Linked DNA regions of Mus musculus: all the other regions are linked to region 1. The links are chromatin contacts, called in public Hi-C, HiChIP or PLAC-seq and promoter capture Hi-C maps. All regions are on one chromosome and are shown on one strand. Each heading gives the region's core, a stretch centred on a gene start, on an enhancer-like site or on the middle of the called end of the contact. The rest is flanking DNA. Distances are from core to core; before and after follow the strand shown. Region 1 holds the start of Gtdc1 (glycosyltransferase-like domain containing 1). Region 2 has its middle 240 kb from the start of Gm13470. Region 3 has its middle 22 kb from the start of Gm13470. Region 4 has its middle 72 kb from the start of Gm13470. Region 5 has its middle 200 kb from the start of Gm13470. Region 6 has its middle 240 kb from the start of Gm13470. Region 7 overlaps Gm30374 (a long non-coding RNA gene).

Evidence for each region. Promoter capture Hi-C pulls out the DNA fragments that hold promoters and counts their contacts. Hi-C and Micro-C count contacts between places; a contact is called where the count stands out from the background. HiChIP or PLAC-seq counts read pairs in DNA pulled down with a chosen protein or histone mark.
Region 2: a promoter capture Hi-C map of second pharyngeal arch cranial neural crest shows a contact between it and region 1, with 4 times the contacts expected there. The contact joins the enhancer-like site here to the promoter of Gtdc1 in region 1. A contact is called at or near these places in 1 of 39 promoter capture datasets (second pharyngeal arch cranial neural crest), 1 of 115 datasets of contacts at active chromatin or transcription factors (astrocytes) and 1 of 9 other capture datasets (embryonic tail).
Region 3: a promoter capture Hi-C map of 3T3-L1-derived adipocytes shows a contact between it and region 1, with 9 times the contacts expected there. The contact joins the enhancer-like site here to the promoter of Gtdc1 in region 1. A contact is called at or near these places in 10 of 39 promoter capture datasets (the 3T3-L1 cell line, 3T3-L1-derived adipocytes, the C10 cell line and 5 more) and 2 of 115 datasets of contacts at active chromatin or transcription factors (the NIH/3T3 cell line and large pre-B cells).
Region 4: a contact with region 1 is called in a Hi-C map of the Ba/F3 cell line, with 4 times the contacts expected there. The contact joins the enhancer-like site here to the promoter of Gtdc1 in region 1. A contact is called at or near these places in 7 of 39 promoter capture datasets (the 3T3-L1 cell line, 3T3-L1-derived adipocytes, the HPC-7 cell line and 3 more), 3 of 484 Hi-C or Micro-C datasets (the Ba/F3 cell line, Th1 cells and bone marrow-derived macrophages) and 1 of 115 datasets of contacts at active chromatin or transcription factors (acute myeloid leukemia).
Region 5: an H3K27ac HiChIP or PLAC-seq map of acute myeloid leukemia shows a contact between it and region 1, with 5 times the contacts expected there. The contact joins the enhancer-like site here to the promoter of Gtdc1 in region 1. A contact is called at or near these places in 2 of 39 promoter capture datasets (hippocampal neurons and pre-B cells), 1 of 484 Hi-C or Micro-C datasets (bone marrow-derived macrophages) and 3 of 115 datasets of contacts at active chromatin or transcription factors (acute myeloid leukemia, astrocytes and large pre-B cells).
Region 6: a promoter capture Hi-C map of second pharyngeal arch cranial neural crest shows a contact between it and region 1, with 4 times the contacts expected there. The contact joins the enhancer-like site here to the promoter of Gtdc1 in region 1. A contact is called at or near these places in 8 of 39 promoter capture datasets (the 3T3-L1 cell line, the C10 cell line, the HPC-7 cell line and 5 more), 1 of 15 datasets of contacts at CTCF or cohesin (pro-B cells) and 1 of 115 datasets of contacts at active chromatin or transcription factors (pro-B cells).
Region 7: a Hi-C map of the N1E-115 cell line shows a contact between it and region 1, with 5 times the contacts expected there. The contact joins the enhancer-like site here to the promoter of Gtdc1 in region 1. A contact is called at or near these places in 11 of 39 promoter capture datasets (the 3T3-L1 cell line, 3T3-L1-derived adipocytes, the C10 cell line and 7 more), 1 of 15 datasets of contacts at CTCF or cohesin (the NIH/3T3 cell line), 5 of 484 Hi-C or Micro-C datasets (the HPC-7 cell line, the N1E-115 cell line, adipose-derived mesenchymal stem cells and 2 more) and 8 of 115 datasets of contacts at active chromatin or transcription factors (the 230-238 cell line, the NIH/3T3 cell line, astrocytes and 5 more).

Annotation. Positions count from the first base shown.
Region 1 is chr2:44,925,366-44,928,891 of GRCm38.p6, reverse strand. Gtdc1 (glycosyltransferase-like domain containing 1) reads left to right here and starts at 1,656. Exons shown (of 11, transcript NM_001362987.1): 1 at 1,656-1,750.
Region 2 is chr2:46,676,932-46,680,457 of GRCm38.p6, reverse strand. No RefSeq gene overlaps it. Among named protein-coding and RNA genes, the nearest start is that of Gm13470, 240 kb to the right of the region's middle. Within about 2 kb of position 1,912, at least 1 of the 459 cell types and tissues checked has an H3K27ac peak or open chromatin away from gene starts, as enhancers often do. A contact at or near this core is called in second pharyngeal arch cranial neural crest, where this site is marked.
Region 3 is chr2:46,463,601-46,467,126 of GRCm38.p6, reverse strand. No RefSeq gene overlaps it. Among named protein-coding and RNA genes, the nearest start is that of Gm13470, 22 kb to the right of the region's middle. Within about 2 kb of position 1,601, at least 10 of the 459 cell types and tissues checked have an H3K27ac peak or open chromatin away from gene starts, as enhancers often do. A contact at or near this core is called in 3T3-L1-derived adipocytes, where this site is marked.
Region 4 is chr2:46,369,637-46,373,162 of GRCm38.p6, reverse strand. No RefSeq gene overlaps it. Among named protein-coding and RNA genes, the nearest start is that of Gm13470, 72 kb to the left of the region's middle. Within about 2 kb of position 1,947, at least 99 of the 459 cell types and tissues checked have an H3K27ac peak or open chromatin away from gene starts, as enhancers often do. A contact at or near this core is called in 3T3-L1-derived adipocytes, the Ba/F3 cell line, Th1 cells and 2 more, where this site is marked.
Region 5 is chr2:46,244,186-46,247,711 of GRCm38.p6, reverse strand. No RefSeq gene overlaps it. Among named protein-coding and RNA genes, the nearest start is that of Gm13470, 200 kb to the left of the region's middle. Within about 2 kb of position 1,826, at least 25 of the 459 cell types and tissues checked have an H3K27ac peak or open chromatin away from gene starts, as enhancers often do. A contact at or near this core is called in acute myeloid leukemia, bone marrow-derived macrophages and hippocampal neurons, where this site is marked.
Region 6 is chr2:46,200,049-46,203,574 of GRCm38.p6, reverse strand. No RefSeq gene overlaps it. Among named protein-coding and RNA genes, the nearest start is that of Gm13470, 240 kb to the left of the region's middle. Within about 2 kb of position 1,569, at least 2 of the 459 cell types and tissues checked have an H3K27ac peak or open chromatin away from gene starts, as enhancers often do. A contact at or near this core is called in second pharyngeal arch cranial neural crest, where this site is marked.
Region 7 is chr2:43,721,426-43,724,951 of GRCm38.p6, reverse strand. The region is part of intron 4 of Gm30374 (a long non-coding RNA gene); the gene reads left to right. Among named protein-coding and RNA genes, the nearest start is that of Gm30374, 6.3 kb to the left of the region's middle. Within about 2 kb of position 1,796, at least 26 of the 459 cell types and tissues checked have an H3K27ac peak or open chromatin away from gene starts, as enhancers often do. A contact at or near this core is called in the N1E-115 cell line, neural tube and pro-B cells, where this site is marked.

The DNA of each region.
Region 1 (3,526 bases), core at 407-2,906:
AAGGTTCCAGAGCCGGGGCCAGATGTCACTGAGATCATGCAGATGATCCCTGACTGAGAGATGCAAGTTGCATAACAAGAATCCTTGAACATACTAGGGTGAGATGGCTTCTGACAGCATTACCTAAGCTCACACTCACAGACCACGGATACTGAGACAGAGCCTCAATGTCAACGAATTTGGACCTTAAGTGACTTTATGCTTGTAGCTCTAAATCCTATGCTGACAAGTATGTGAGACAGGTCTTGGGAAATCTGGGCATATTGGCTAGGCAACTCATTTTCTCTGGACTTCAGATCTTAATCAGCAAAATAATAATAAAGACTCCCGGTGATCTTAAGTATACAATTCATGTATAAAATTATGGCTTTTTCCAGATTGATGAATAATAGTAGGCTTTGGGCTTTTCCCCAATATTTTATTCTGTGAAAAAGGATTTACTAGATCCATTTGCCATTTGGAATTCTCATTTTCAGCTTTCTGCATTCACTTTTTTTGTGTTTCCCAATTTGTGTAAAAGTAGATGGACAGATGGTTTATTAGGCTTTTTAAATGCTCGGGATACTGTTGTTCAAGTCAACAGAGGTTTTAAGCTTTGGAGGTCCACATAGAGTGTGGGCTTTGTTTAGAACAGAAGATCGTTTTCACTGTTCAATTTAAGGATAACAATGTTTTCTCACATAACTTTAAGCAACTTGTGGTTGTAACTCCAAAGGCCTAATCAGGCTCTGTTATTTTGGTATGCTTAATGCATTTCTGCACTACAGTCTGTTCCAAGTTGTAGCTTTAAAAATGAAGTTACCAGATAAAAGCATAGACCTACCGTTGCATGTTCTGTCTTTGCATGAATCATTTAATCCACAACGTGATCCCAAATACGAAATCACTAATTCAGACTCACAGAAATGTAAGGGAGATAAATTCCTATTTTTAATAGAAACCATTTAGACTTTCTTGGATTCTTTCTGACTTTTAATTGCTCTGTAGCTGCTCTTGTGGGGACCGCAGATATGTTATTATTAATACTCTAAGATGCATCTGTAATACGTATAGTCTCGACAGCCAAAAGGCTGCATATAAGTTAAGTACAGGAAACGCCAGCATCGGCTAGGAGAGGTCCCGCAAGAATTCCGAGGGGGGGGGGGGGGAAAGCGGGGCGTGCTGACCAATACCTGCAGGAGGGTGTGCACTCGCCTTGCGGGGTCCCCGAGGCTTAGGCGCGCCCGGAAGGACAGGGAAGGGGACTACAGGTGCCGGCTAGCCACCTGCCTGAGAACGTGCGAGCCGGTGAGTCAGCCCCCAGACCTCTCAGGGGAAGAGAAGGCCGCAGCGCGAGCGAGCGGAGGCAGCGACCAGAGGAGTGAGAGAGAGTACGGAAAAGCCGAAGGGGCGGCGGGGGCGCTGGCCTGACTGGAAAGCGTACGCGGGGCCCGTGGGCGGAGAGCAGGTGTGAGGAGCCGCGCCACCGTGGAGAGTTCGCCCAGCACCGCGCGTCCTCTGAGTCACCGACTAGGCGTGGAGGCCGCCGTCCGGGGGCGGAGCCTCAGGCTTGTGGGCGGGGAGGGGCGGGGCGAGGGCGGGGCCGGCGCCTGACGCGCCCCAAGGCCGCGGCAGCCGCAGCGGGGAGGGGCTGCGGCCTCGGTGGCGGCCGCGGGGGAGGGGCTCGGCGTCAGCGCGTCGCCAGCTGGGCTGTCGGTGGCCTGGAGGGAGCCGTGGAGGAGGAGGAGGAGAGGAGGAGGAGGAGGAGGAGGTGAGTCGCCTTGGCTGGGAGCTGCGCTGGCCGCGGGAGGCGGGGAGCGCGGCCCCTCCCTCCCGGCGCCCGCCTCGCGGGGCCGCGCCGCGCGGAGTTCCCAGTGGGGCGGCGGCCGCGAGGAGCGGAGGGGGAGGAGGGCGGAGCCGGGGCCGCGCTTCCCGGGCGCACGCGCGGCCTCCTGCTCTGCCCGGCCGCGCTGTGGCCCCGGGCGATGCTTTTCCCTAGCGCGGAGCTTGGGAAGGGCAGAGTCCAGGCGGACACTGGGACATCGTGCCATGGCTCCCGCGCAGCAAGGCCTGGCCTGCGCTTTCCTACTCGGGATCCACCTCAGGCGGCGAGACCCAACACCTCGCGGCCCCTCATTAGAGGATTCGGCATAGGCCTGATGTTTCCGCAGGATCCCGCCTGACGGGGCTTTCTAAAGCGAGGAAGGGCTCTTGGAGTTAATAAGTCTTTACAACTAACCGAACGACAGCAAAGTTGCATTAATAAATCAGTTTAACCCTCGATCTCGCGATAGGCAGCGTCTGCACCCCAATTCCCACTTCGCGGGGCTCGTGCAACTTTTACAGTCGTAGAACTACCCCTCATTGGATAAGCTTTGAAATAATTCTTAAAGTTAGTGCCTTGAGGCCCTGGGAAGTTCAAAGGAAAGGGCTTACATTTTCCCTCCCATCTGTATCACAGTTAAGGAAATGGAAAACGTGAATTGAAGGCGATCGTTCTCCACGCTGAGGATCATCGTCCCCTCTGTGCCCAGCTTGCGTGACTTAGCACCCCTGAAGTTGACTTTAAAGCTTACTGTAGTGGTTAGGTAAAGGAACTGCTGTGGGGGAAAAGGCAGTATAACTCAACAGAGCCATTTTATTGTGTCTTATTAACCCGTTTACCTTAAGCTTTATCAGTGACAAGAGTTTCATGTTGGAACCCACATACCCAGTGAGATACTGAATTTTCATTAGTACATTCCAGGTTTTGATGTGAAATAGATTCTCAGCTTCAACTGAGAAGAATTATACACTGTTGTCCTTAGGGTCTTGTTCTGTATTTAATGAAACAGTTTAATATTGAGGATTGGGGAAACACATTTTGAATCAGGATACTCCGACAAACTTAAACCATACCTACGAATACACTTTATAGCAACACAGTGTCTTTACTTCTGTTCTGAAATCATGCTGACAGTTTTACCTTATAAATCCTAGACTAATAGGACTCTCTGTTGGTGAGGGACCTCAGCAGTGTTATTCAGCTTCACTATTTTACATTTTCCAGAGATTTAGAAGGAACTAACAGAACTACTTGCCTTTATTAAGGATTTACTAGATGGACCCTTCTGATAGACACTCTTGTACCAAACTTGATCCTGATTTGACCAACTCCCCAGCCCACTGAGAAAGTAAAATGCTTTCCTGACCTCTGCTTCTTTCTCTCTTGATTATGGTATCTTAAAACCTGCCAAGTAATCACTGACTTTCTTTTTTAGCCTCCCTTTCAGATCATGGAAGAATAATTTCTAATTTTGACGAATCAGATACAAGTGATACAATTACTTGCAGTTGGCCAACTATTCTTACATCTATCTCTTAAGTTGAAGCATTTCTTTCTATTTTAGTTTAAAAATTTGAATTTAGTCATTTTCAGGTTTTATTTTTAGGAAACAGGTTCTTATATAGCTTAGGGTCAGAAATTTATTATATAGTTGAGGCTGGTTTTGAACTCCTTATCCTCATGCTCCCACTTTCTACCATGCCAGGGTTTTATTAGTTTTTA
Region 2 (3,526 bases), core at 663-3,162, 1.8 Mb before region 1:
GACAAAACAGAAAACTCCCATATATACTCAGTGACTCTAAATACAAATGGTCTATCTTATCCTGTTAGAATAAATCTTGGTGTTGATTGGTTGAAGACTGATATTGAACTAGGTCTCATTAGAAAGAGGTTTGATTTAGGTTTAAGGGATAGTAAAAGTTAGTCCCCTAAATGGGTACCAAAGTGAGAAGAGAGCTATGCTTATGCCACAAGTAAGAGACTATGGGCAACTGTAAACAGAGGCCCAAAATGTCATCATAAAATATAAATTGAGTTGATTCATCAACAGATTCTAAAAGTGCAAATAAACCTATACTGTTATTAAGGAACAAAAAGTATAAAACATGCATTAACAATTTGAAAAGAGCAAGTAGGAAATAACATAGTACCTGCAGTGGACTTTAATCAAAAGAAAAAATAACCAGGAAGATACAATCCTAACTATTTCTGTACCTACTTTTGCAAAATAACTTGCCAATTGTAGGGGAATTTGTCCTAATTAATTGATTAGCTAATAAAGAGGACAAGAAGCCAATCGCTGAGTGAAGAGGAGGAAGCAGGCTTTCTGGGTCTGAGAGAGGGAATGGGGTGGGGTGAAGATGCTGTTAGAACCCTGGTAGTTTAAGACAATAGATTCCGCGCCCACGCCCAGGCTTTATATCATCTGTTGATTTTAAACTAAGATTGTTTGGTGTTTTCCATTCTTGGCAACTCAGGTAGGCAGGTGCAGAACATAACCGGGGTGGAATTCATCCAGGCTTTGGAGCAGGAAGACTGGGCAGAGGACCAAGCTTCAGAGAAGAGGTAAGTAACCATAGAAGAGCACAGGCTGGAGACAGTGCTCCCGCAGCTGGCCTTGGGGTGGTGGGCTAACAAGAGAGCCTCTGGAGAGACAAGTGCATGTTTGTGGGAGAAGCATTGGCTGGGAGAAACATGTGGTCAAGGTCTCAGGCTCTGCGATGGGCTAGAAACAGTGACTGTCCTTGACAGTGCATAGCTGGATTTAGCATGGGCTGATTTTAAAATTACACACAACAGTCAGGAGATTTGAAGGCACAGATTAAATATAAACCAACAATAGAAGATAATATTAATACCATATTTTTATAATAGGATATTGGGACAAAATTAAACAAGTGAAGCACCAGAACTGAATGGGATTAGGTCAGAGAGAACTAAAACAATCTGCAAACCATTCCACCCAAACAGAAACTTTTTAAAAAAGGAAATACAGTGAGACACAAAACAAAACATAGTAAGGACAGAAAAAAACTAAATAAATCCATGAATCTTTTCTGATAGAAACAAAAACAGGTTAAAATTAACAGCAAACTGTGTATCGAGATATTTGATCACACTGTGAACACTGAATTGTATTATTTACTGAAAAACAAAACAACACAAAACAAAACTCTAGTTGTGGTGTGGCTTAGCCCTTAACACAGACCTATCATCCTACTGAATGGCATACAGACATGCCTTTAATTCCAAATAATGAGGGTGAGATTAATTTGTGGGAGCAAGCACTGATGTTTGAAAGTGATGTTTAATAGAGTGGTAGACAATGTGATAAATTAGAAAATGATTTGACAGACACACCCTAAAAGGGAACTGAAGGGGAAAGTATTTAAGGGCAATGCAGAGAAACAGACAGAGAGAGACAAAGACAGAGACAGAGAGGGGGACGGGGAGAAAGAGGAGGCAGTTTTACCTGTACAGTTGTGCAGAGAAAGGTTGAAAAGAGAGAACAAGCTAGTCATAGGTGAAGAAAGAACGAGCCAGAGAATGAGAAAGAACAAGAAGATTACAAAAGGTTGCCAAAATTAATGTGAGGCCAAGCAGAGCAATTCAGGAGAAACAGAGAAGCCAGATTGAATCAATTAGAGTGGAGAGGAGTTTGAGCCAGAACTGCTTAGTTGAATCAGCCAGCCAAATATCAGAAAGAACAAGAAAGGCTCAGCTTATTCATCAGTAAATCTGAGAGGCTGAAAACATTAGAGTCCTAGATTAGGTTGTTCAGAGGTTTCCAAGATTAGGCCTAGGTTAGCAGACAGAGGCAGTAAACGTGGGAAATGGCAACACATCAGGTTAATAAAAGTTACTTTTACAAGGAAATCTCTAGTCATCTCAGAAACTCATGCAGGTTAAATAATAATATACTAATTGATGGAGACTAAAGAAAGTAAGAAAGGAAGGAAGGGGGAGAAGAAAGGAAAGGAAAGAAAAGAAAAAACAAAGTACCTAGATATAAATGAAATCAGAACAAAAGAAACATTGGGCACATATTAAAAGATTTAAGCATAAAACTCATGCCTCTATTTGCCTACAAAAGAAAAAACCACTCCTGCCTCACTTAACCAAAGAGATAACCTAAATTAAAAAGAACCATGTAAACAATATACATAAGACATTTAGAATGAAATAAGAGAATACTTAAAAATTAGAAATTCTAAAAAAAAAAATAAAAGTTTTCAAATTCATCTAAACCATCAAAGTTTAAGTAATAATAAGACTGAAAAACCAATAAAGGCTTTCCAAGTAAAAAATACCAGTTTCAGATGAATTTACAACAGACTTCTACCAGGCTATCAATGAAGATCTACAACCAATACTTATCAAATGATTCCAAGAGAATAATGAAAGGCGTACTCCATAGCTCTGTGTACAAAGCAAGTGTTATTCTAAAATTTGCATGGAACCACAGAGGCATCCAGCTAGCCAAAGAAATCCAGAGCAGAAAAAAAAAAGATGAGAAATTGCAGTTTTCAAGATACATTATAAAACTATAGTAATAAAGACACCATGGAATCAGCAACAAAAAGACTTGCAGATTAGTGGAACAAAAAACAAGACCTATACATGAATGAATATAACTACAGCTACATAATGTTTGATGAAGATACGAAAAATATATGCTGGAGACATGTTAACTTCCTTGATAGATGATGTCTGAAAACCTGGTTGTCCACATAAATAATGCTATCATAAACACACAGACACATACACAGAAACACACACACACACACACACACACACACACACACACACACCTCTCTCTCTCTCTCTCTCTCTCTCTCTCTCTCTCTCTCTCTCTCTCTCCATATATGTATGCCTGTGATTCGACATGGAAAAGGGAAGGGGAGGGTTGCAGAGAGAGAGAGAGAGAGAGAGAGAGAGAGAGAGAGAGAGAGAGCGCATCAGAGAAGAAAGGAGAAGAGCAAAGATGGAAATGGATGGACAGGAAAAAGAGCCAGATCCAGCCTGGTTTTAATAGCCACAGATGATATCATAAAGGATAGAATAATTGTGATAATTTTTCTAATCTAGGTGGGTAGCTTTTATCATTATCAACTGGTTCTGAAATTATTGTATTGGCATCTTGTGAACTGAGAATTTATTGATGTATAAATCAGACTTTATAATTATCAGCTTCTAGATTTTTGTTTCTACTGGGTTGTTGAAAACTATGGCAGCTGGCTGTGGGGTGGATGTTGCATGGGGCTGCTGTGGCTGTGAAAGGAACTCTG
Region 3 (3,526 bases), core at 352-2,851, 1.5 Mb before region 1:
GGAAGAAGGGAATAAGATATCTTTAATGACATTTTATTGAACTTAGCAATTTAAATGGCCTCACGTGATTTTTAAAGATATCAAATTACCATATGGATGATGTCTTTTTCATCAAATCTAGACCTTATTGTTTACCAAGAAAATGACAAAGGTAATTGTTAATGCTGGATGGAGGACTTCTGTGCTTGCCTCTGTAATATTAATTAGAAGTCTGTGGTGAATTCTCTTTGAGCTAAAAGCTGCTACACCAAACAATAGATTAACAGCATAAAAACTGATGACAGAAAGTACTAGCATTATTCTGTGTGAGTGTTTTAATTCTTTATTATACCAAATGAAAACACATCCCCCAAAGGGTACTATCTCCATGTCCTTTAGGAAATTCCTGGATTTTAAGGCAAGCTGCTCGATGTCTGGAGGCCTCCTAAAGATTCTAGAGTGAGAAGAGAAATGAGTTTTATATTTTCCTTCCTGGATTCCAACCCTGTTTGTTGGAAGAACAGTTTTCAAGAGATGGGTACAAGAAGTTATCAAAACCTTCCAGAATGAATGTAATTTAAAACGGAATGCAAAATTATTCTGATACTTAAGTTATTTTTCTCTTCATTCAGCGTTCTGAAGTTCTACTACAGGACAAAACAAAGGTTATCTACAACCCTCCTATTATCAGATGACAGTGATTTAGTATTGAAAAGAAGATCCAGGACTTAAATTTTGGGCTCATTGTTGTAATAAGATAATATAAAGAAATGTAAGAAAGTATTTTTCTCTGTCTTACTCCTTTCCTTGTTTTACTACCTATAAATTTAAAGACATTCTTCGGCTCTTTAGAAAAGATGACATAGAACGTAATCCAAAGAACAATACATCAAAAAGAATACAGAATATATACATTGTAATATATACTCAGATGCTTTCCCAGTGGCAATATTATTAGATTGTAATTTTTAGCAGTAACATTATAATCCAAAATTGACTGGACCTTTTCTTTGTAGACTGCACAATTACAAGAGCTTTGATCCTTTTGATTTTTTTCACAGCCACTCAAGGAGGCACCACAATAACCCTGTATAAAGAAAAGTCAGCTGAAGTTTACACTATTGAAACAGCAAAGACCAAATATTTACCTAATAACAGTACCAATCCTTAAAACTCTCAAAATGCTTTGTTGGAGTATTTAGAAGCAATAATCAGTTTAAAATAGAATTGAAAATACTGTTTTCAGACATGAAAAAATGAGGATATATTCTTATCTGTTTATGTCAGAAGTCAGAAAGGAGGTAAAGAGCTTGCTCTTAAAACTGTCTTGCAGTGGAGATTATTACACCAAAATGAAAGTGTTCTAAAAACCCATGGACTGATGATATTCCCACCCAGAGGAGTGGAAAGAGTTCATCTTGTTCAAATATCCCTAAAACACATGCAATCCATATGGGGCTTGGGTCCAGAGCAGGGCTTCAGCACTTTTTCTCTAAGATTGGGTTTCATTCTGCTAACAGCATGTTGGCTGAGTGCCCACTAGCAAGCAATTAAGACGATGTGCTTGCCTGCATTTTAGTAGCTCTCCTTATGAAACATGCGGCCACATGGGAGCAGACGTTTTGCCAGCATGGGTCATGGGCTGAGAGTAGCACTGGGAAAGCTGCTATGCTCTGAGGACTTGTGTCTTCTGGGAAGTTGAGAAGAGGATGGGCGATTGATTAGTTGTGCTTAGGAAAGAAGGCATAGAAGACACTCTAAGAAGTAGGGAAGTATTAGAAACAAAATTAGGAAAGGAAAACTGAACTACCAAAGTACTTAAGGAGGAAAGGAATGAACTAAGGTCTGGTAATTCAGGAGAAGTGAGAGTAAATGGTATATTTAAAATCTGCTGATGAGAGCTTCTTACCCTTCAACTTGAATGGTGGCTCGTTTAATTATCTTTTATAAGAAACACATAAATCCTGAGCATTGAGAATAAGGGAGGTATTTATTTAAGGCAAGGAGAAGGGTGGTGAGTGTGCTTTACCTGAAGGGCACTTCATGTGAAGAGGGTTAGGAGTAGGTGAGCCAACATGCATACCATCTCACTGCCTGCTTTGCAATAAATGGAGTCTATCACTTTATTTTTGTCTAGAAAGAACAGTAAGGGAGTGCAGACTTAGATGTGTTACCTGAAGCAATTAGGAAGTGATATACATCAAACAAGCTATCTGTGTGGGAGAGGATATGCCCCTCCTATGGCAATGATGTAAATAAATGGTTTTATATATGAATGATTACATACAACCCCATAGGCATGGTTTACAGAGCTCTCTGCTATGGAAGCTATGGATCAGTTCATCTAACTAGGAGCATTTCCACTATGTAAACAGAGAGCAGAATTCACACAAACTGTATTTCTCCTTCACCATGACCCATGAGGTATAAATTAAATCAAGAACTACTGTGTTGTCAGCTGTGTCTTATATGCAATCTGTAAAGATCCAAATGTATAGAAAACTGCCCTTTAAATTATTAATATGGCCTCTTGAATAAATAGTATTACTGGAATATATAAAGGGAAATTTATCTATATCATTTTCAGAGATAAATCTACTATATTAACTGTCATAAATATGTACTTCTCATTTCTATGTGGATATCTATGAAACAGATTTTCATTGTACAAAGAATCAATAATGACTAGGTGGTTTGAACTCTATGAGCCCCTAGGTGATATAAGCTTACAACTTGATGACAAGAGATCTAAAGCATGTCTCAAATTTTTAATATGATAAAATATGTAAATCATAAAATTTAGGTTATCTCAACCTAGTGTTTACAAGTAAAAATCTTTTGGTAAATAAGTCTTATATGTATACCTTATATGTATAAGTCTTATATCTATACCTTATATGTATAAGTCTTATATGTATACCTTATATGTATAAGTCTTATATGTATACCTTATATGTATAAGTCTTATATGTATACCTTATATGTATAAGTCTTGTATGTATACCTTATATGTATAAGTCTTGTATGTATACCTTATATGTATAAGTCTTGTATGTATACGTTATATGTATAAGTCTTATATGTATACCTTATATGTATAAGTCTTATATGTATACCTTATATGTATAAGTCTTATGTGTATACCTTAGGTATCAGCATTCAAGGTGGAAAATTGGGTTAGGAGGGACTCTGAAACCATGGTTCAGAGTTTTGTTTATATTGCAAAGTACTAAAATTGATTCCCAACAGCCTGATTAGCAGACTCAACTTTAGGACAGGTTGTCGGGGATTAGATACTCTCTTCTGGTTGTCTGACCTCCAAAGAAACACACACAAACACACACACACAGACACACACACACAGACACACACAAACACACACACATAAACACACACACAGACACACACACACACAAACACACACACATAAACACACACACAAACACACACACACACAAACACACACACATAAACACACACACATAAACACACACACACAAACACACACACACAAACACACACACACACACAGACACACACAAACACA
Region 4 (3,526 bases), core at 698-3,197, 1.4 Mb before region 1:
CTATCATGTATATCTGGTTATGTTTACTACAGAATCAGGTATAATTTTATTTCTTGTTGAGTGGTTCTCAAGTTCATTTAGATAACTGTTGGTAGCCCAATGATAAAGTGACACTATTGCATCATTGCGGAAATTTTACCATTATAGTCATAGTCATTGTTGTGGTTTCCAGGTTTCGCAGCTGGGTAGAACTAATGAGTATGCTTTTTCCCTTGGACTTTTGGAGCATCTTCTGATACTATGGCAGTCCGTCCTCAAAAAAAGAGTCTCCTGGGTCAGTTCCATGGAGCACAGTCTATATCTAGAGTGCCATATCTTCAGCAATAGAGACCCTTATCTTGAAATTCTGGGAGGCAAGAAAAGGTAATAGCAGTAGCCTATATTTTTATATAGATCCTTTAGTTTCTCCTCACCAACAATAGAGAGGGGGCTTCTCATGTCTGATATTGGGGTGTTTGTTAGATTGTCCTTGGCTCTTGGAGGTAACTATTTACTTAAGTGGCTCGGGTATATATAATATAATGAAACATTATGTCTTCTTAAAGAACTCTATCCCTCTTCCTCCCTCTCTGTCTGTACTCATTTTCCCCTCATGCCCCTGTTGAAGCCGCTCTCCCCCACTTTTTTTTATTTATTATTTCACAGTACTTACATTTGTACATTTGCCTATCTACAGCACTTGTCTACTTTCATCTACCTTCCTAATTTCATTTATTCTTTGGTTACTCTAGGTTGTATATGCATATCTATAGATGTAGAGCTAAGAAACAAAAATAAGAGAGAACATGTAGTATTCATGTTTGTGGATCTGGGTTAACTACTTGACTATTAGAGTTTCTACCTCATCAGAGTATAAAGGAAGCCTACAGAGTAGGAAAGAATATCTTCCAGCTTTACAATTGACATAAGAGTAATATTTAGAATGTATCAAGGATTAAAACAAGAAAGTATCAAAACAATTGGTCCATTTTGAAAAACAGATATGGTTCTGAACAGATTCTTCTTAGAGGAAGATACAAAAACAGGCAACCAATATCTTAGAAAGTATTTAACACCTTTATCAATTAGGGAATTGCAAATTAAAATGACTTGATATTTCATCTCTGCTCGGTCAGAAGGGCTAAGATGAAAATGACATCAAGATAACAAATGCAAACAAGGAAAAGAGGAAGCCTCATTCACTCTTGGTAGAATTTTAAACTTGTGAAGCCACTCTGGAAATCAGTGTGTAGAACTTTTCTCAAAAGTCTAAAAATAGATTTACCATATGACACAATTATACTGCTTCTTGGCATATATCCAAAGGAGTAGACATCCTGTCCACATATATTTGTTCAGCCATGTTCAGTACTCATGTTTAGGTGTGAAGAGAGTGAGTACTGCAGAAGACTGGGAGTGAAAAGAGAAATCAGAGTTTAGTGCAGCAGAGAGTAACGCAGACAGTTTGGAAATGAAAACAACTTAAATTTCCTTCAACTGATCAGTGGATAATGAAATGGTTGCAGGTACACAGAACTCTATTCAGCTATAAACAAAAAAAAATTGTAATATTCACAGGTAAATAAATGTTCTTTCTTCGCTTAAACACATTCAAGGTTGTTGAATGCAGTAAAACATAGTATTGCAAATATCAAGTGGAAATATGCTTACTCTAAGTCTGATTGCTACTCATATCAGATGCTCTCTCAGTTTCTTTTCCCCCCAGGAAGAAATATATAAATCCTAACACTAAAAGTACCTATTACTACCAAATCCTGATCCTTCTATAAATGTTTACATGTGTAGTGTTAAAACCCAGTGTTTTAAAGCTTGCCTCACTCTCGCTGCATATGAACCCCGTGATTTCTCTGATGAGTCCATTCTTAGCACCAGGGCTTAACCCAGGGAGGCCTGCACAACATCCCTTGTACTTTCCCTTCATGTGGTCACTGACTCAGCGAGTGTTACCGGAGTTCAGTGTGAAATGCCAGGTGCTGTTTCAACAGCCTCTTCTTTCACAATGCTTAGGGTGGAGTCACTGTTAGACCCTGATAAGCTTACTGGAACTGGGTGCATGGGGGTGATCAAGTTAACATCCTCTGCCCTCCTACTCTGATTATAGAAGGTAGTCATTGCAACCAGGTTCCCTTTTTTGAGCAAGAACTACACAACCGCATGCTTCTTATTAAACACTGTCTGGAAAATACTATTCACTGGAATCATGTCTCAATAACATCAAGTTTAATTCTGCAATTAACTAAACCATCTGTCATTACAAGGCTCTCTACTGGCCATCCACACAGAAGGACTGTGACTTGCGGAACCTTCTGTGGTGGGTACTAATTTTTTAAATGTGTGGCTGTTAGGGGAGAATCATGAGTTTCAAATGATGGTTACTAATAGTCTATGTTCCATTGTTGCAGATAGCTTACCAACCCAGAACTAATTTCCCAAGGAGCATTTTCTCTCTTTTAGGAAGCATATAGTTACTATTTCCTTAAAATGTTTACATCTATGGAGAGAGTCCATCTGAGCACAGATACCACAGCTGAGAACTAGCCATCTGTTTTCACTGAATGTGAATATTAGCACCGTATTGAAAATTGAAGAATTAATAAATACTCAATAATGAATATTAAACCTATTTGTAACTTATTCCACCTTTCAGATTTAAGATTGTCTTCTTGTTGCAACCATCCATTGACATTTAAAATGTGCAAATACAGTTATCAAGGATTCAGCTACTTAGATGTGTTAAAACACTATAGGTTGGGCAGGGCTTGGATCAGGTTCAAATTATATTTAAGTCTTTAATCACTATTAAATCATATATATTAAATATAATACAATACATACAGCTCTGATCTCTGACAACAGTTCAGGTTAGAATAATATACTTCTTTAAAAATATAATCTCATTGTTACCAGACTAAAACTACTGAGCTCAGTGATTACCCTGCTTCAAAGTCCTGAGTAGCTTGAACAATGGATATGTATCAATTGATTGCTGCAGTAGGTTCCCTTACATTTTCTGAGGAAGTGTGGTCTCATTATGAGTCTCTTAGTGGTCTGGAACTCACCATGTAGATGGCCTGGAATTCATAAATATCTTGACTACCTCTGTCTCCCATGTGTAGATATTTTAGATACACACTACCTGATTTTCCTCTTTAGAAAACTTTCATTTGAATTTTATTTTTGTTTTGGGACATACTTGTAAAATGTTATATTATACTTTTATTATTATTATTATTATTATTATCTTTAAGAAAATTAAATTATATATTTTAATACCATAATTATTGTTATCATATTGAATGAAGACACACATACAGAAACTTGTAATTTAAAGAATTATTTCTTTTTTACATCCCAATATTAGCAACCCCTTTCTCCTATTACCCCCTCAAATATCCTAACCCCCATTTTTCCTCTCTTTCTCCTCTGAGAAATGGGAGCCCCTGTATCCCCACTCTCCTTGCACATGAAAACAATGCAGGAGTAGACACATCCTTTCCCACTGAAGCCAGACAAGGTAGAACTGAAT
Region 5 (3,526 bases), core at 577-3,076, 1.3 Mb before region 1:
GGAGTGGTTGGGTATGAGAGTGGGGGGAGGGTATGGGGGACTTTTTGGATAGCATTAGAAATGTAAATGAGGAAAATACCTAATAAAACTATTTAAAAAGTGAGAGACAAGTTTGCTTAGTAAGTCAACCAATTTCAAGTCGAAAGATACACTTCTAAGAATATTCAGGCAGCACATTTTCATCTTGAAAGATCAATGTGAAAACAAAAACAAAAAAAGAAGTTGGGGAAGATAGTGAAATGAGGGTACAACTGGAAATTACTGAGAGTTGAATATAATCAAAACATAGGAAATTCTCAAATAACTGCAAACAATAGAATTTGACAAAGGTAGGTAGTAGGACAAATTGGCACAAATAGATAGCAGGTTAAGTAGGAGAATAGTAATTGTTTTCTCCAGTTGTATTAGCCCTGAAGAGCTAGGAAAGGCTAGAATTGATAAATGGCAGTATTATTTTGAATTTAAATTTCCGGATTTCCCACGGAATTTATGTGGTGATCAGGGAATCAGAAATATTGTTCATATTCCCAAATACTTCTTTAAGCAAAGACCTCTTTGACAACTTTCTCAAGTTTAAATTCAGTTATGGAAACCAACTGGAAAAAGGCTATTGACCTAAAAGTGTTCAGTGCAAAACTGTTTTCATGTTATATTAAAATATTTTAATGATTGGATGAGGAATCATAGGCATGGATCCACAAATTGGTATGACATGCATTCTTTATGATTTTCATTTGGAAATATCCAGGATGCCTTCAACTCTCACTGTGGCTTATCTTTGTAGTCCTACCAGATTGAATAGGATGTATCAAAATAAGGAAAAGTATTGTGCTCCACTAACCATTTAAACTCCAATTAATTCTCAGGACTGTAAATGACTTAAGAAAGCTCATTTGGCTCTATCTCACCAGGTTTTCTCAATACCTCTTCCTAGTTTCCATGATAGAGCTAAAGCAAAGATAGCCACTATTTTCAAAGAAACATAATTTGGAAAATGGGAACTAGATTTGGGCATAGAGAAGACAGAGTGTGAACAGTAGAAAGAAAATGACATAATGGCAATTAAGGACATTGTTTTTTACTGTAAAGTTTCAAAATACATTTTCAAAGTACAATATGATTTCTTTTAGTGATATATAGTCCTTAGCTTGTTGTTGTTTGGCCACTAAGTTATATCGAAACTACAAAATATTTACCATATTTTTCAGCTCTAGTAATACCTGTGGGAATGAATTACTAGATCACTAAGATAGATGAATGTGTGGTAGTAGATTTTCTAAAACAGAGCAAATAATTCTCATTTTAAACATTTAGTTATATAAATTGTGTTTGATGAGTGTTAAGATTGGGCAACACAATTGACATCCTTGCAATAAAACAGGATCTGCTTTATAATTTTTTTATAATCAGTTTTACAATCATGCAAGTTTGGTGATTGAATTCTGAAATGAGTAACAGTCTCGTTTATCTTCAACCTTTCTGACTACATGTGTTTAAGTTGAAACAAACAAAGAAATGAAATATAAAGCCAATTTTTAAAAAGTACATGATATGAGAGAAAGGACACAGAGGGCAGGCATTTTTTTTCCAGATTTTAGAAACCTCTAAAATCTCTGTGTCCTCCTCAAATGTACTTGAGTTACAACATTGGGTATTTTCTCTCCGTACCTTTGAACATTTGCCTTGTTAGTCATAAATTTGTTTGAGAAAAAATAAAATACATGTTTTAAAGCTATCTTCCTAATTTCGCAAGTAAAAAAGGAAGTAGCAGAAGGGCATTTTTCTTGGGTGACTAGACATTTGGGGAACAAACAGACTGTTCTAACAGACGAGCTAAAGGTCTGTCAACCAGAGAAGTGGGAGGTCCTCCCTCTTCTGCCTGCTGAAGGGAGAATATTGAAAGGAAGCCAGAATGCAAACTGATCAAGAAAAATACATAGACAAACTGCACAAGAAAATAAGATCTACACTAGAAACAACTATTGGAATCATTGAAATTATGTGTGAATGTTTACATAAACTTTTTATCATGATTCTTCTTGAGTGGATATCTCCTGAAGTTCCCTCAGCCTTTTCTTCCACCAATATCTGACCATAAACATGAACCAAGGTTTCTGATGGTCTATGAAGTCCTTCTGATTGCAGTGGCCACTCTATTACTCCATTGACTATAATCATGTATACTTACTGCACCAGGTGCCCTCTATACTCTTTCTGATTCAAGTTTAAACCCTCCAGGCAGTAGCTGTTTGATTCAGAACAAGTAATTGAAAATCTTTTAGTTTGCTTGTTCCTTTTATAAAAATCATCTACTAGAGAAACCTTCATTTATTTTTGTAAACTGTTAATGATGCCAAAAAAAGCAAACTATTCTAACGGACTTAAGGTACCATTACCTATATGGACAAAGTTGAAATGCTTGTGATTTAAGAAATACTTGCAAGCCTGGAGGCAGCTGAACAGTTGAGGTGCTTGCTGCCTGGCTTGACACTTGACGTCTCAGGACCCATGTGATAGAAGGAGAAATGATTCTTGCCTGATGCTAATGAGTCCACAAACATATTTTTGCTCCCTATTCATAGTAATTATTGCTGTTATAAGGTAGCGTTTTAGGCTTGCTTAAAGTGAGCGCTATATTATTTTTAAAAAAAGAAAAAGAAAATGCAAGCTTGTCAGGGCTGGGGTGAGCAGATGCCATGAATTACTAGGAAGTTGCACTTTATCCCGAGCTCTGTGCAGATGGAGGCATCAGCAAAGAGCAAAAGGCACGGACACATCCCTTTCATATATAGAATATATGGAGACCAGAAGGGTGTGGTGACTTACTTAGAATTGTGCAATCATTTCAGAGAAAGACATTGTTTGTGCAGAGAAAACACTCAGGAGCAGAGTGACTAAATCCTTTAAAAAAAATTGAAACACTTGAGGATCATAGTGTTGTTCAGAGAATTTCCTGTTGTTTCCATTATAAGTATAATTAAAGCTGCCTGCTCTTCTTAATTTTTTTTTCTTTTTAAGAAATAAGTTATCTCTACTAACTGGGTGGTCCTGCAGGCAATTTCATTGTTGAGTCCAACCAGAACCTGAAAATAAAGTCTTTCTTCTAAAACACAGAGTGCATCTTTCTACCCCAGTCTTCTTTGGTTTAAGGATTTTTTGTTTTTGTTTTTGATTGTTGTTTTGTTTTGTTTTTTGATTTTTGGATTTTGTTTTGTTTTGTTTGTTTGTTTGGTTGGTTTTTTCTGTGATACATAAGCAATAAAATAAACAAGAAAGTTTAAAACTACTGACTTTTTTCCATAAAATATTTGACTCTTAGAAGTGTCACTTAGTGTCATTTTGGTTACTATACTCACTACTTAACTCCTTAGATTGGGCAGATAAGTCAGCAGTATGTTGTGCAAGCCCAGTTCAGATATTTATTTCAGTTACTAGGTAGAAAGGCTTTGCCTGTGTTAATATATAAATAGAGAAAGAGATCAGATGTTGCAGAATATCTGCATACCCTAAATGGTCAGGACATCCT
Region 6 (3,526 bases), core at 320-2,819, 1.3 Mb before region 1:
ACCATAACTACATAGAACTCTGGTTTATCTGTACGCAACACTGCTCCGCATTAAACATTACCATTTTTCAATATCACAGCTGCTTGGTGACCTCAGCTCAACAGCTCTACTCCTTGCTCATTATTTAACATTGCACATGAGTATTGACCAATCTTGAAATGCCATTGCTTTGGGGATAATAAATCCTATGTTATTCACACTGTGTCTTAGAGAAGCAAACCCTTATGGAGCTCATGGATTACATCTTCTAGTTCTTCTTCTTGCTTTTCCTCTTTAGCCTGTTTTATGGAAACCTTTATAGCTAGACTCATTCAAATTATAAAAAGAGAAAATTTTAATGGCTACATGAAGCCATTAAAATATAGCAAGAATGACAAAATAGGATTGATTAAGATACTTGTTAGCTCAAGGTTACTAATATTAAATTGCAGTGGTAATGATTTAAATTAGATATTTGAAGGTACTTCCTCCATATTACAATGTGAGATATTGTCTAGGGACCCATATATTCATAGATATAATATATCACATATATGATAAGTACACACACACATATATATATGGGTTATTTGGATATATGTCATATTTAATTATGTTTTTCAAATAGAGGAAAGAAATTTACAATTTATAATATTTCTATATAGATCCAACAGGGATCAAACAGGGAATTTACAGGGATTGTAAATCGATTAAAAAGTGTGTGTCATCAATTCTGATCACATAAGAAATGTAGAGAACCTTTAATTATAATTTCTGGATACACACTTACCAAGACCTCCAGGCATTTGTATAAGAAGAGTTCAAGTAATCACCCATAGTTTATCCATAGAAGTTCAGCTAGAATTCAGCTCAAATTTTCTTAGCTCATAGCATGTCAGTTATTGGGTGAAGCTAAAACTTAAATCTCCAACTTTATTTTCTAGTCTGTCTAATCTTCTCTGTTTACTTGGCAATCCAAGTTTCCTTTGCTTCCCCCGGCCATTGCCCCAAATCCTTTCCCATGTCCTTTCAGAACACTTCAGTGAACTTGCTTAGAAAAATAAACGCAGAGCTGAAGGAATGTTCTACTACAGCCCACTGGTCCAATCTGAATGACCAAGAAGAGATGATTTCATTATTCTAAATAATCAAGAGAAAAAAATTTCATGTGGAATTTCTGTATTTCCTACCTCTGAGAACATATAGGTGATCGAAGGGCTAAAATAACAAGACTCTATTTTTATTTTTACTGTATTTTCATGGAAGTTTAGATAGAGAGATACAGAACCAAATATTCCCACTGTCTATTCACAATAATTAAATAAATATACTTCCAGTTTTTTAACATTATTCTGAAACAAATCCGTTATCAGACCATTCCATTGTTGTATTAGCAATAGCAAATGTTATTTATTATGAGAGAGAAGTCCTTATGTCTGTGCCAGACCCAGGGGGCTTCCTTTTGCCAGTTAAACTTCAAGACTGAATTACTGCATTTTTTGGTACCTGCAAAGCACTCTGCATAACATTCTGTCATCCCTTAAAACAGCAAATGGAAGTCATTTAAACCAGATGAATAGCAGGCTGGAGATTTGGCATACCTACAGCAAAGGGCACAGAGCTCCATGTTCCTATTTCAAGAAAATGAAGAGTGGGTGGCCGGAAGAAAGAAAGGTTTTCCTCACTTAACCTGTAATTTACCATCTGTGATGAATTATTCTCAGTATTGCCCTCATAATTGTTGCACCTACCATCAGTCTCCAGGGAGGAGAGACAACCTGAAGTAGATGAAAGCAAAAATTCAGAAGCATGAATTCTGTAAGACAATGACACCCACATCACCAAGGAATCATGGAGAGTGTTTAGTTTTTTCTATCCAAAATGGACATTCTAATTATTAACATCAGAAAATTTGACATTACCAAGGCATCATCTATTTTGAATACATTATGGTAAGATCCATGTAGTTCTATATTTGTATGTAATGGAGAGTCTTTGATGTATACATTTTTGTACATAATTTTATGAGAGTAAAGAAGGACATTAGTGTATGTGTGTTTCTTTTAGATAGATTGAGAAAATAATGTTATATCTTCCAAATAGGCCAAATTAGTAGAGTGATCTACCCACATTCTTCAAGATTCCAAACTCTCTAAAGATGAAAATACAATTGCTGACCATTAATATACTAGGTAAGGTAATCATCTCCTATTTTACTATATACTATATATCAAGAGACTATTTAATAGCTAATTGAAGAACTGATTTTTAAGCAAATTATTTCTCACATTTGGTTTTCTTATATTAGTAAAAGGATTATCTTTGTTTTATTAAAATTACTCACCACAACATGTTTTTCACTCTTTTTAAAATTTTTAAACTTTTTTTCTTTCCAACTCTTATCCTAGGCGTTTTGTAGTCACACTTCTTGCACTTTTGTAAACCCAGAACACTACCAATGCCTACACTACATCACTTCATCTAGGAGTCTTCCCTTGAAATCCAAGCTTATATCTTCAGCTTCTCTATCAAAGACACCTAAGAGTGACCTCAAAAAACTGCTCTTACAATCTTCTCCCAGCCCTAAGCTCATTCTTTCTGAAACCCACCCAATTTCTGGAAATGGTTTCAAACCACTGAATTGCTCGACCTCCATCTTACCATTGGAATCAAACCTGACATCTTCATTCAATCACAATATTCTGGCTTCTCCCATCATAATACATAGGGAATCAGATGCCTCTTTTCCAGTTGTGCAGCTTTGATCAAAATCCCACCTTCTAAATGACCATACTAGCCTCCAAACAGATTTGCTCACTCCCGCCCTTCTATATTTTAAGTCTATCCTAAGCAAAAAAGAAATATAGATCATTTAAAACAAAGTCAGATGATTTTACCTCTCCATTAAAAATGAGCTAACTTCACTAAATATGAAAGCCAAGTTTCTTCTAATGGCTTAACATATAGGAAGGATTTGATTCCCATTGCCTCTTTTTAATCTTTGTTGCTGGGCCGTCTCTCTCCCCAACTCTGTTCTAATTCTAGAAAACACACAGCCACATTACAGCTGAAGTCCTTGTTCTTGTTATTCCTTGTGTACAGTTACTTTATTATTTTTTCATGATTGATATCAACATAAATTCTTATTTCACTCAGACTCACATAAATGTTACCTAGTTATAGTGGTGAACCTCGTTATCTACCACTCTGTCATCAGCCATTTCTGACTTTACTTAAAATTTCTATGGTAGGATTTACCACATTAAGACATTGGCAGCTTACATTTACTTTCTATCTGCAATTTTAATTACATTTTCATTTATTTTGTTCGTGTGTGTGTGTGTGTGTGTGTGTGTGTGTTTGGAGGGAGGTGTGTGTGATATCACCAAACATGTTTGAAAAATGAGACAAAAACTTGAAGGAATAAATTCTCTCCTTCTACCATATAGGGTCCAGTGATTAAACTCAAGAGTCAAGTGTGACAGCAGGCATCTTTACCTGTTAGGCTATGTCTTGAACTCTTAATCTTTGTTTAGCTCTGTTGCAT
Region 7 (3,526 bases), core at 547-3,046, 1.2 Mb after region 1:
CCTTGAGAACTTGCCACCTGTCAAGCCATACTTTATCTGAGCTTCTATCTTTGTAATCGGTGGCTTTTATTTGCCCTCTGGAGGCCGGCACACACACAGGGGTTCCCTCAGCTGCTCCATACCTCTGTACTCTGCATTTCTCCTGTCCAGTGTCCAGAGCCTGCACTGATAATGACTCTCCCCATTCACCCCCTTATTCACTGTGTGAATCTCAGGCTGTCTCCTCCTCCTCCTCCTCCTCCTCCTCCTCCTCCTCCTCCTCTTCTTCTTCCTCCTCTTCTCCCTTCTCCTTCTCCTCCTCTCCCTTATACTCCTCCTTTTCCTTCTCCTCCTCCTCTCCCTTCTCCTCCTCTTCCTCTTTTCCCTCCTCCTCCTCTTTCTCCTCTTTTTTCTTTTTCTCTTCCTCTTCCTCCTCCTTCTCTTCTTTCTTCTCCTCCTCCTCTTCCTCTTCTACTTCCTCATCTTCTTTACCTCTTCTTTCCATGGTCTATATCACTTCATTCATTTTTCTCTCTCTTTATTTCACCTTTTCAGTCTGCTGTTACAGTGTGTCCGCAGCCCCTTTGAGCCCATGTGAAGTATATAGCTCAGTTCCGGTTTTGAGTTGTCCAAACGAAATAATGATTTAAAGCTCAATTTTAAAAGAACAGAGAACATTGAAGAATAGCAGCCCAGATTGCTTCAGTGATATTTAGTGGGTGCCAAGTGTAGACAGACTTGTAGACAAGTTCAAGGAAAGCATGCGAGGCTGCTCCAGCTATTATCTAATGAAGGTAGGATTCTATGTCTTGTACAAAAGAAAATCCAAAGTACCAGGGGATTTGACATATGTGCAAGGTTGTGTGTGTGTGTGTGTGTGTGTGTGTGTGTGTGTGTGTGTGTGTGTAAAGAGAAATATAAACTTGGGCTATGGCAAACATTGACAGAGTGAACTTTGGGACTCAGAATTGCAAAGATTTAGTTAGCTAGGAACCTGTCATCTTGTCCCTCGTGGTCTCAAAATGGTTGCCATGCTTCCTGCTTTCATGTATGAGCCCCTCACCAAATACCAGGCACATAAGCCAAAAAACTTTTTCAAATGTCCCACAGTGACAATTTTGCTTTTGTCTTTGGAGCCCTAACATGTGACACTTCTAGATGGGCCCATCGAAAAGCTCAAAAGAAAACACAGATCTTGTTATATAAGAAGATGGGATAATGATGAGGTCATTGTCTGGGAGTGCCCAGAATAAAAGATTAGGTAAGATTTAACCTTCCTGATGCATTAATGAGCTTACATTCCTCTTAAATAATGTAATTGTTTTATGCTACAGATCAGAAAATCCACAAATATTACAAAAAAAATCTATTGTCAACCACAGGCAACCAAAACGTGCATAATTAATGAGAACCTAACTCTGCTTGTCTAGTGTATGCAAATCTATTCATATAGACATGTAGGTGTATCGATATGTGTGCACGAAGTCACACACACACAGCTTGTGGAAGTGAAGCCAAGTGCTTCATTGGAAGGGGGTGTGGCTCAAGGCTGTTCCAGTCACTAGATCTTCATTGTTAACAGTAGTGTGTGCCAATCTATGTTGACAAGCCCTTCTAGTGCATAAGTTGCAGGTACCTTCACGGTGCCACCTAATACTTCAGGGACGTAGCCCCAGAGTTACACTTGAGACTACAGAGCTGATATCCAGTGGTGAGAAAGACGAACACGTGAAGTCATACCAGAGTTCTTCAGAACAGGGAGCTGCAGGGAGGTGCCGCCACAGTGCAGGCCTTCTGTCCCCCTAACTCCAAGCTCTGTCTGCTCTCATCTCTTAGACTTAACTGTATGGCTTTATAGATTATCTGCAGTCTCCGAACCCTCCCTCTGTTTCATTGATTTCTTGATTTCTAGAACAAAATCCTTCAAAGATAAGAAAGATCGGATGCAAACGTTAATGCATCTGGGAAATCGAGGAATGATGCCTATCGGGAGACTAAAGAAATGTCCCAGCAGCGAAATATGCAAATCCACCAGAACAGCCATGCTCCAGTCAGTTTTCTTTGTGATTTGGCGCCACCTTGTGGCCATTACAAGAATCAGCGTAAATACTAATGATGGGACCTCTCTGGGGTTTTAACTAACTAGAATGTCCTACGTTGAGGCAGCAGTTCTCAAAAGCCTCAGTCATGTGGCCCCGTAGATTATTGGCTATCCTAGCTCGGCTAGATTGGCCAAATATGGTGATGTTTGCCTGGGAAAAGCACAGGTAGATATTGCCCTTACGCAGCAGCTAAGCCTAATCAACAGTGTAGGTGAGCAGGTAGTACCAGCAGCTGACCATTCTCCAGACTCATGGACGGGACACACACAAGACCATGATCTTTTGAAGTCACTCTTCTTGCATCATACTGTCCCGAAATTAAGGGGAGTTTAAGTTGAGTGATCACAGGTTAAGCAAATGTTACCAGGATAAATTACTACTACTACTGCTACTACTACTACTACTACTATTACTAGCTTTCAAGCTTTAAGACGAATTAGTGACCATGGATGGACATGTGTGTTGTTTGTCTGCCAATGTTTCCGTGTGTAATTCCATTAACTCTTGTGTAAGATCAGTGCCATCTCTCAATGGCTTTGAAGTTGTCCCCAGTTATGGTCAATACTTGCTCCTTAGTGCTGTGACGTTCAGGGATGTGGTTGTGCGGAAGGATTGGGAGCAAGAGGGTTAAGTCACCAACCCTAATCTTATGGGCTATTGGGAGAGGATTGCGACTTAATAGATGGGACTTGATAAAAAACACAAAACAAAACAAAAACAAAAACAAAAAAACAAAACATAACAGTGGTTTGTTTGGGACATGGCCTTTGTGGCTTTTTGCCTCTGTGGGCACTTTCAAGAACTGGATATTTGGACATTTACTCCCCAAGAATCCGTGTGTCTGCTTGAGATTTCATTTAAATCACCCCTCCATCCATCTAGCCACGGGGCCATCCAGAGCAGGCACGCTGCCAGGGGTGTGTTCCCTTCAAGAGAGATATTTTTTCCCCCAGGGTAGGTTTGGTGAAGTATTGGAGATCTTGAACTGTGTCACAGAAAGCAAAATGGAAACCGAACAGCAATAACAGAGCCAGGGTCACCTGCACTCCAAGCTGCGGAAGGAACCGATGTTTCAATGAGGTGACCCAGGTCCTGCGGAGAGGAGTTGCTATGTGAACAAATAGAATTGTGCTGGGGTTCATAGTTTGTTTGGAAACTTTTGATTAATAACACAGTTTGAGTGATTTTACTTTGTCTTTTGTCCAGGGTTCTGAAAATATTGCAGTGGATTTGGAAAATAAGTGTGTGTGGGGGGGGGGGGGGGGGGCATGAAGCATTTATTTTTCCAGGTCTGTGATGGCCTCTTATCCATCCAGGCATCCAGGCACAGAAAGGCCAAAACATTTTGATATATTTTTGCCAAGGTCTTCTTCAGCTGTTTTCTGGCCCCATCAGTTCCTGCCAGTGCTCAACTTAGGACAGAGGGTGTTCCCTTTTACAGAGAG